2 separate regions of the Rattus norvegicus genome follow, and region 2 is linked to region 1. The links are chromatin contacts, called in public Hi-C maps. All regions are on one chromosome and are shown on one strand. Each heading gives the region's core, a stretch centred on a gene start, on an enhancer-like site or on the middle of the called end of the contact. The rest is flanking DNA. Distances are from core to core; before and after follow the strand shown.

Region 1 (5,008 bases), core at 842-3,341:
TATTGCATACCCTTATAAACCTTTATAAAGCAAAGCTTGATTTCAACCAGGAGACATTAGCTACTAGAGGGTTCACTGTCCTTTAAATGTCAAAGTTCAATCTTTATTTGTGGGTGCATGATGACAGCAAGATACTAGTCCTGCACAGCACCACACCAGTCTGAAAAGTGGCGGACTGAAGAAAGTTCTGACACCTCTTGAGCAAGTAAATAATTCAAGAAGGGTGCGTGGAGAACAGCAGCCACTAACGTATCTGATGAAACAGTACCTAAAATGGGATGCTTACTACAAAAGTATAGAAAGAGGAAGGAAACAAAACTGGCACTTTAAGTCATATGGGGGAGAGAGGAGACAGAAACTGGTATCTATGTAGGACAGACTAAGGGGTAGATATTTAAATCGTGTCCTCGTACCACAATACAAACGTGTGAGATCGTCAAGCTCAGCTTTCCCGGAGCCTTGCCCGGCTCACAAAGCCATCGAAGACACTATAAAGAAAAAACCACCCATTGCTAGCACAGTTAAGGGAATCCAAACTTGTTGTAAAGCAAGTGAAGTGGAGGCCAGACTAGGTGACTCAGATGTATGACTCAAAGCCGACACGGGGCTGTCTGTCAGCTCCCGGAGGCGGGGGGCACCGCGTCTGTCACATTTCAGGAAAGTACCAGGCTCCGGAGGGCGACAGGAAGCTTCCCTGGCGCGTGCGTGAGTGTGCCAGGACGGCCTCCGCCAGCCGCTCCCCGCCACACGCCCACCGCCCCGCCTTGCGGGCCAGCCCGACCCTGCCTTTCGCGCCCCGGCACGCGCGCCGGGAGCCGCACGAGACGAACACCTGTCGGGGCCCCGCTCCGCGAGATTTAGGGCGCACGACCAGCCGCCCGCGGGTGGGTAGGAGAGCGCATTCTCGCGAGGTTTAGGAAATTTCCCACGGCCCGTGTTGTGTCTGAGCCGAGCGGTGGAAGGAGGTGTAGCGTGAGACTCGGCTGCCCGCATTGCGCACATGCGCAGTGGCGCGAGCGCGCCGCGCCAATCCTGCGGCGCTTCGGAGAGGGTTTCGGGCGGTCTAGTCCAGTTTTCCGGGTTTTGTGGCTCCCTGCGGGAGGCAGTACAAGAGCTGGGAATCTCTTGGAAAGCAAAGGGCCGGGAGGGGGAGCAGGGAGGATCGCAGGTAGGGGAGGGGAGGGGCTGGGCTCTCGGCCTCCACCTGCCTAGGAGGTGTTCCAGGCAAGCAGCGGGCGACAGGGTCAGACCACCTCCGGAGGAGCTGCTTCTAGGCGGTCACCTACACGCCTGCACCTACACCTCCATCCTGCAAGCTGGCTGTTGCCTTGAGTTCCTAGGCAGCCGGAGCTCGGCGGGTAGCTCGCTCCCAAGTGCCTAGGCTTGAAGTGTGGCTCGTAGTGGTGGCTCTGGGGAGAATCATTCGGGGCTCTGGCGTGTGGGTGCAAGGTGGACATCTGGGGGGCGCCTTTGTCAGAGGCTGACCTCGGGATGACCTCGTCTCCCATCGGGGAGAAGCGGCGACAGCCACAGAGCTTTTAGCTCCCAAAGCTTTTCGCCTGCAGAGCTCTGGAAAGGGTCAGGCCACGCGGCAGTCATGCCTATCTCACCACGTGTGCGGGTAGTGCAGGAGCAAATGAATGAAGACGGTCGCTGGCAGGTCACGGGGACCGGACAGAGATCCGGTCCTCACCGCTCCGGCACCTGATACGGAGATTAGAATAAGGGAGGTGTCCAGTGAGCGTCCGAATGAATGAAAAGGGCTGGGAACCCGCTGCGAGCGGGAAGCCACTTGGAATACACCCACTTGAGGAGGTGTCTCATCTAGGCCTGTGAAACGCTCACATTTTCCCAGGACCCCTCCTCCCGGCCCTTGGGCCCCGCCTCCTGACCCCTCTAGTCTTGGTCCCCGTAGTAATGCCCTCCGGTTTTCCTCAGTCTCCACGTACGTCCCCGAGGGCGCGTCCCAAAACCCGGATAACCGGAGCGCTCCCCATGGACTACACGAAGGGCTCGTCCGCGGAGGAGCGGCCTGCGCATGCTCCATCGTCGGGGTAGGTTTCCAGGGAAGGCAGTGAACAGGATCCCTTAGTCCGCGGGCGGCGCGAGGTGGCTGGCTCCTGGCGGCGGCGGAGCAGGGAAAGACGGCGCGGGGGCCGGGTGGCAGCGATCAGCGAGGCCGAGGGAAGGGGCGGGGGAGAGGAGCAGGGAAAGGCGGCGGGGGGAATCTCGCGAGGGTTGGAGTTTTGGCGAGAGTTTGTGGAAGATGGCGCCTGTTGTGACAGGGTAAGTCTGAGGGGGCAGCGAGTGCTGGGAACCGGGAAAGTTGCGGGCGTCTGACTGCCTGCGGTAGGCAGCGGGCCGAGGCTGCGCGGCGCGCCTGGGCTCGGGAGGCGGCGCGGGCGGCGACGCGGCCGCGCGGGGTGGTGCGGGACTCTTGGTGCGCCGCGGTGGAGCGGGCTCCGGCGCGTGAGGGCGGGCGGTGACGAGGCCGGCGGCTGCGGGCGGAGTGCGGCCGGCGCGCGGGGCCGTGGGCACCGTGCCCGCCGCGCGCCTCCTTGGCCGGCCTGGCCGGGATCCCAGCGCAGCTTTGTTCCCTGTGGCCCGCGTCGCCTGTCCGCCCAGCCGCTGCCCTGGGCGCCCGAGCGCTTTGTCTCTGCGCGCTGCCCCCCGCGACTCTGCCCCCGGCCCTTTGTTTCGCCGCCTTAGGCGATATGTGGGAGCTGCTGCGCGCCCCGCATCCCGTCTGCACCTCCACTCCACTGTCCTTCCTCCCGTGCCCCTTTGTTGTATCCCTCTCCTCAGTAGCCGGGTGACCTGCCACAGCCCTGGCACCAGGTTCCTGCCTTTCTTTCTTCCATTGTCTTTTCTCGTGTGTATCCCCTCTCACCTTTTTCTCTTTGGTCCTTAGTCACCCCCCAGAGGCTTTGTCTCCCCCATGTAGTGTCTCATTCTCTTAGCTCCCCTTCCCCTCGCGTCACTGCTTGCTTGATTTATCCACTGCCCACTGTGTCTGTCTGTTGAACTGTCTCAGCCCGGGGGACTCCATCTGGTGCTTCTAAGTGCACACAGACTCTACGGTTTGCTTTTGTTGTTTGAGTCTGGGAGATGCTTGGGGATACTTAAGTTTGCTCCTCCGCGTCCCTGCTCCCCCCCCCCCCCCCCGCACCTCTTTTTCTCGGGATCACACCCCTACCCACCCCCGTCCGCCTTTCTCTTGGGATTAAAACGATCCCACTTTTCTTTGCCATCTTTCTGGGCCCGTGATTGTTTTGCTTGGTAACAGTAGCGCTGGAAAAGGATCTAGATTTCTTGATGGCTATTGCTCTCCCATCACTGGCTTCTGACGGCCCAGGCCAAGAGCATCCGCTGTAGCGTTTCACCTGGGTTACCTGAGGGTTGATGGGAGGGTATATTTTAAAACTGTTATAAGTAGGCTCAAAGGTACTTTTTTTCTTGTTGGTGTTGGAGAATAGTTCCAGATATTCTCCAGTGGATATGCGTTTGATGTGAATAGGTGAGTGAATTTTGATGTTGAAAATTTGTGAATGTTGGGATGGAGAAGTTACCTTTTTCCTGGAATCTGTATCTACAGTTTTAATTGATTTTTCTACTCCTGCTTTTTGGGAGGAGACATCTGGTTTGGGAATTTGATCACTGGCTTGCTTCATCATAATTTAAATGAGTTTACCATTTATGATTGTTTGAATTTGCAGTTTGAGTATGTAGTTTGTGCTTTTTACATCTGTGGATGTGTGACAACTCCTAGTCCGACGTTGGGAATCAGGTGTCAAAGACCAGAACACAGTTTTGGTTTGAAGAATACTGCTCTGAGAATCTTTGTGGAATGCATTAATTACAGGAGGCCAAAGACTGGTAGCTTTTAGTTTGGTTATCTTAAAGGTACTTCCTTATGTTACAGGGGCATTAAGTTGTTTTTGGCTTCTTGTTATGGTAATGTTAAAAGCTTGGGTGATGGGCTGGGCGTGTGGTGTAAGGTACTGTATACTAATAGCCTGAATTTTTGTATCAGGGTTGTTGTTAATACTGAATGTATTGTTGAGAAAATTCTTTTCTACTAGTTGACCACTACTTTCAGAAGATAAATTACCCATAAAATTATATGCAGCTTCATAAAGTTGTACACAAAGGACTGCTGATGAGGACATAGATGAAGTCTAAGGACTATTGGCATGTTGGGAAGGTTTTAAAAAACGTAGTTATTAAAATTAATAGTGTAATCAGTTTAAACCACATTTTGTGAACAATACATAAAGTTGTGAGAATTTGCATTTGTCTCATACTTAGCGCAGAACTGGAGGTTAAAAGTGGGCACTCAGTGGTTCTGGTAGTGAGCACAGTGCAAATGCTGTATAATAATAATAATGCAGTGTAGTTTGTGATTTGTGCACTTAAGAATGATTGCAAAGACACCATAAAGCTAGCTTTACGACTTGAGTTGTGTTGTTTCTATGCATGTGAGACTTTTATTTATAGTTTTATCTTAGCCAGAAGGCTGAGGAGTGTAAGAATTTTCATGAAATAAAAACGGTGCCTTAACTTAGCAGGATATTTGGACATATAAATGAACGGTGGCTGGGAAACTTTCTAAGTATTTGACTATTTCAGCTTTAAACTTATTACTCCAACATGTTTGTAAGGAATCGGTCTATTACATACTTCTCGGCACTCCATTTTAAACAGTTAAGTCCATGTAAAAGTTACTTCTACTGTCTCTTAAATGGGTGAAATAAAAAAGTAAAAAGCAGCTGTTGCCGGGTGTGATTCATTAGATAATCTTTGGCATTAAGGCTGAGTTCGGCATTAGAAAAAAATGTGTTTTAAAGGTCTTAAATGTTTTAATTCTGAGGTTCACTCAGTTTTTAGAAATAAGACTTGGCTTGAAAGCAAGCACTAGTTTGCATTTTGCAGCTTCCTAATACTAAATTCATGTTATTTCAGCTAGGGGCAGTATTTTCTCATGGACTGACTAAAAATTGTTATTTTT
Region 2 (5,076 bases), core at 1,667-4,166, 320 kb before region 1:
AGCATTCACTTAATAAACCCAGCACTGGGAAGGCGGAGACAAAAGGATGTCTGGGGATAGCAGACCAATCAGTCTAGACTAATTCATGAGCTCCAAGCCAATGAGAGATCCTGTCTCAAAAGAGGTGAGTGGTATCCCTGCAGATAGTAACTGAGGTAGTCTTCTTGCCTCCACACACACACACACACACACACACACACACACACACACACACACACGCACACACACACACTTGCATACAGGACTTCAACACAAGCTGACTTTTGTGAACAGGGGCTTCGCTAGGAAGCATTGGGAACAAGCAAAAGAAACTTAGTCTAGGTACTTATTCGGATGCCATTTAATCATAGGGAGAAACTAAAGTCAAGGTCCCAGGCTCTAGGGCAACTGGGGACTTCCCAACAGCTGAACAGCTTCTGTCGTAAACAGTCGTCTGAGTCCAGACATCACAGGGACTACTTGTAAGGAGACAGTTGTCTGAGTCCAGTCATCTCAAGGACAACTTCTCTGTCTTGCTGGCAGTGTCAAACAAGTCCATGTTCCCAGGCCTAGGAATGAACTATCCCACTTTTCCAAATGTTTTCTTAATTGTTTGTTAACCGGTAGAGAAAATGGAAATTGCTGTTATCTAAACCAAAGGTGCATACGTTGTAAAAAATATAAAACAAATTACCTGTTATGCCCTAATTAACTGCATGCAGCTGACTTGCTCCTTTCTCCCCTTATCATTCTGAGCTCTGGACCAAATGTCTTGGAGGATGAATAAAGGACCTTGAGCTCCAGACCTAATGTCTAAAGAATGAATTAAGGACCTTGAGGCCAGGTGCCCTGGACATGGCCCAATTTCCAACAGGTACTACCTTGTTTAACCCATGTCAAAATACAATTGGGTAACACTGCAGCTCACCCCAGCTTCCCTCTTGCTTTGTGTTCCCATTCTTTAAAAATGTTGTACAATCTCCCTTTGGGGCCACGGTTCAGACCACGAACTGGCCACCTCCCTGAGCGCTCAGAAAATAAAGCTTTCATTTTTAAGCTTCCATATCTGAAGTATGAATTTTCTCAGCTTCCACCCTAAACCCAACAGGTTCAGGTGCTGTTTTGGGTAAGACTGGTTCAAATTCCACATCACTGTCTGGTTTCTCTCCTGCAGGACTGATCCTGTTCTCAGTCCCTTGCCCCATAGCTCCAGCAACTCATTCTCTCAAGTTCAAATCTGGCTTTAGGGTAGAAGCCGAGATAGAATCACATGGCCTGGCGGATGCAACTTCGTTGGCTCAAGTCATAGGCCAACCAGTCCACAATGGAAGAGCCGTGGTCAGCTTGGGGATGTGTTTAACTGTCAGGGACTGGAAGAAGCAGGGTGAGGACTGGAGGGTCCACTTACCTATCAAGAGTGGGGGAGGAGCTGTTCCCCAAAGACATTTAGAGATGGGTCCTCTACTGCTAAGATAGCAAGTGCACACTACTGGGAGATCTTCCCTCCTGTGTTTAATTCATGTAGCACAAGACCCTTCTTTTTTGTGCAATCTTCTCTTCTTACCTAACAAGTTCCTGAGGGGGCCTGAGGAGCAGTCATCTTACTGCACAGTCATTTGTCTTCCTCCCTGCACTTCCGTTGCCCTTGGGACTACATCAGTCATCGGCAACAGGCTGCATCCAGGATTAGTTATCTTTTCATGTATTTGTTCCGTGGTCGGATCCTGGAGAGCAGAGGTCATGTCTTATTCATCTTGTGTCCCCCTTTGCACTTTGCCTGCTGTTCGGGGGGCATAGTGAGATAGTCTATAAATCTGTTGACAGATTGAACGACTGATTTATATGCTGCTAGAGCCAGAGGTAGATGGAATCTTGATTCGACTACAAAACTACAGAGAAAAAGACCTGTGTTCACCACATCATTTCTGAGAGATTGCTGATCTTCTCTGGACTAAATAATGTTGCTGAGGTCAAGATAAATACCTTCTGTGAAGCCCAGCCTCGCTACTGCTGTCATTTCTATTTCTAAGGGATTGAGTGAAGGCCAGAGGAATGTTGGTCTTAGCTGCCCAGCTCCCTGAGGAGATCATATCTTCTGACGAAGGCTCTGTAAAAGGGAACAGGTGCAGAGGTGGGGGAAAGCGATCGTGGGACGAGGGAGCAGGTGTCAGTCTTCAGAGGCTCCGCCCCAGGCAAAGAGCCAGAGCCCTAGGGACCTGCCACTGACTCTGTGATGTTCCCAGGCTTTAATAGATTTTGTTTGCAGCCCTCTGTTAGTTTTGGGAATTCCTGTCTACTTTCTGGAACCCCTCATAACCCAGCACACATAACATGGAGAGCAGAGAGGATGAGGGATCAAAATTAGATCACTTTGGGTGCTCAAATACCCTCCTTAAAAGGCTGCTCTGGTTCAGAAGACACAGTGACTAATTTTGCAAATGCCTTGCAATCCATTCGAACCAGGAGATTTGTTCCTTTGTGACTCGTGCCCACAAACAACTTTCAAAGAGGGAGACCCAGTGACTTGCTCAGCCTTTCAGATGCTTCTAGCCTGTCACCAATCACAAATGTCACAATGTTAATGAAGGGGAAGGGTGAAAAAGTGTTGTTGGTAATAGACGAGTAAAACAGGAGGTGGTAATTGGAGCAGAGAAGGAAGGACGCAGACCCGAGGCGAGTAAGAGGTCAAAAGGGGGCTCGAGAAAGGAGTGTAGCCAAATTTGTGACTGCACGGGCCACCCAGTGTCTCGCCCTCCACGCAGTCAGCCTGAGGCGAGGAGGCGGGGCTCGGTTTGAGTCTCCGCCCCATGCCTCGCCCTTCCTAGAAGACCCCGCCCTCAGATGATCCCGCCCCACTGCGAGGAGTCTTTCAGCCCAGGCCCCGCCTCCGAGCCCAGAAACTCCGCCCTGCACCCAAATCCCGGAAGCGAGAGTTGCTCCGCCTCTTCCGAGCCGGGTCGCGACCTTGAGGCTGGGAGTCGGGTTTCGGAGCGTGCCGGGCCTTCGCCCGCCCTGCAGCCCCCTTTCTCACCATGGCCGCGGCCCGGAACCTGCGCACCGCGCTCATATTCGGAGGCTTCATCTCTATGGTCGGAGCCGCCTTCTACCCTATCTACTTCCGGCCCCTTCTGCGGCTGGAAGAATACCGTGAGTGACCTCTGACCCCGCGCAGTGGCTGCTCCCAGCGCTACCCCGAAGTCTTTAAGCCCCTACCCTAACTGTTCAAGGAGTACTGAGGAAGGAGGTGGACTTAGGAGTGAGGCTACCCAGGGTCCAGGCTCGCCCAGTGCAGCCCGGTGATCTCGGACAAGTGGCCCCACCTCCGACCTTCAATGTTAAGAGTCTAAATAATCAGTTGCAGGATCAGCCACAGAACTGGAGCATCTTAGGGGTCACAGAGGTGATGTGTATGAAAGCAGCCTGCACACAGCAGGTCAACACTAACACTAGTTCACACACAGTTACTATATACTGAATATTTAATGTGTCAGGTTAGTCATATATCGAATCATTGAATTTGCACAGCCTTCCCTTGAGGTAGGTACTACCCATTTTACAGATGGAGGTCACACAGCTAGTAAGTGGTGGGGGAAATGTTCCAACCCAGTCTTCTGCCTGCAGAGCCCTCCCCTCCATTCACCCAGGCTGAGATGGTACTTTAGTGGGAGCCTTGATCATCCTGAGTTGAAAGGTGTTTTTATGGTGCATCATTGCCGTCCCCTAAGATGTCTTGGAGCGGAAATATTTCAAAGCTAAACTGTTAACCTGGGTTTTGAGTTTTTCCTCAAATCGTTTTTTTAGATTCTGCTGGTTTCCTTCGTTTTAAGCTGGTTGCTCACATGACAATGGTGAATGCCGGGGGAGTCATTTTTTTCCTTAATCATTCAGGTCCTATCATTCTAAAAGCCAAACTCTCCTTCCTGGAGACCTATACCTCAGCAAGGATTAGCACTTTGATACATCTGAAGCCATCTGTCAGAGAGGAGAGATGAGGCATTAGAGGATCATTTTGTTCTCCAGGAACCTGAACCATCTTGAAGATGAAGAGGGCCAGCCCAGCCCCCTGGGGAATATTAGCCGGAGCTGAAGCTTGGCGGTTTGACGCTTCATGTAAATGCTCTGACCATCTCTAGTGCTGTAGCACTTGGGTTCCAGAGGCAAAGCAGTTTCAAGTACACACACGAATCCCCTGGCAGCAGCTTTTTACCAGCTCAGACTGAGACGGTCTCTGTGCTTCCTGCCTACAAGTCCTTCTGCATACCCCGTGTGTGGAAGGAACATGGGCTGTGTAGGGTCCTGCAGAATTCGTCTCCATCCTTTTCCCTTGCTGGGTCCATGCCCCGGGCTATTTTATTACAGCTTCTAGAGTTGGACTCGAGACAGAAAGATCTGCTGTGGGTTCCCTTCGAAAACTCCCAGTTCTGAAAACGGGTATGGTTCTTAGCCAGTGTGCTATCTATCTGGAGTTGGTTTTGCTTGTCACAGCTAAGGGACAGAAGGGGAGGTGAGTAGGTTATTAGTATCTACTAGATAGGATCCAGGATAAATTTTCCATGATGCACAGAAGTCACCTGTGAGGAAGCATCAAAGGGTGAGGGCTGCCCAGCTCTTAATCAGTGAGTCAAGAGGAGACATGGCTTCCAGGAATACTCCCCAGTCTTTGGCTGACCAAGTTGCTTTAGACGGGCAGGTCAGGCTCCAAGGCTGTCCATACCCGCTTACCTTTTAGCTTATTAAAATAATTCAGCCAACTTTAACCAAAAGTTGTAACTAAATCTTTCAAGAAAGTCATACTAAACAGCTAATTTTTATCTGAAGTTAATTTTTAACACCCTTCCAAGCACTTCAACTCTACCAAGCCATTTAGTGCTCATAATAACCCTTTGTGGTAGCTGTTAGCTGAATGACATATAGACAGGGTATTTCCTCACTCTGAACCTTGCCCCCCCCCCCAGCCCCCTAGGCTGTGGTGATGGTGTTTACTGAACTGAATTTACAGGCTTAGGGTGAATTAAGTAGAGCATTACTTGTAGAAGTCTCTAGTATAGTCTCATATGAGGAATTGTACAAAAAGCACTTTTAAAAGAGGGCTTTGGT

Evidence for each region. Hi-C and Micro-C count contacts between places; a contact is called where the count stands out from the background.
Region 2: a contact with region 1 is called in a Hi-C map of Schwann cells, with 2.5 times the contacts expected there. The contact joins the promoter of Smim20 here to the promoter of Rbpj in region 1. A contact is called at or near these places in 3 of 12 Hi-C or Micro-C datasets (the A7r5 cell line, Schwann cells and prefrontal cortex) and 1 of 1 datasets of contacts at active chromatin or transcription factors (oligodendrocytes).

What each region holds. Positions count from the first base shown.
Region 1 is chr14:61,612,343-61,617,350 of GRCr8, reverse strand. Rbpj (recombination signal binding protein for immunoglobulin kappa J region) reads left to right here and starts at 2,091. Exons shown (of 11, transcript NM_001414973.1): 1 at 2,091-2,286. The coding sequence starts at 2,267.
Region 2 is chr14:61,933,372-61,938,447 of GRCr8, reverse strand. Smim20 (small integral membrane protein 20) reads left to right here and starts at 2,916. Exons shown (of 3, transcript NM_001134639.2): 1 at 2,916-3,126. The coding sequence starts at 3,012.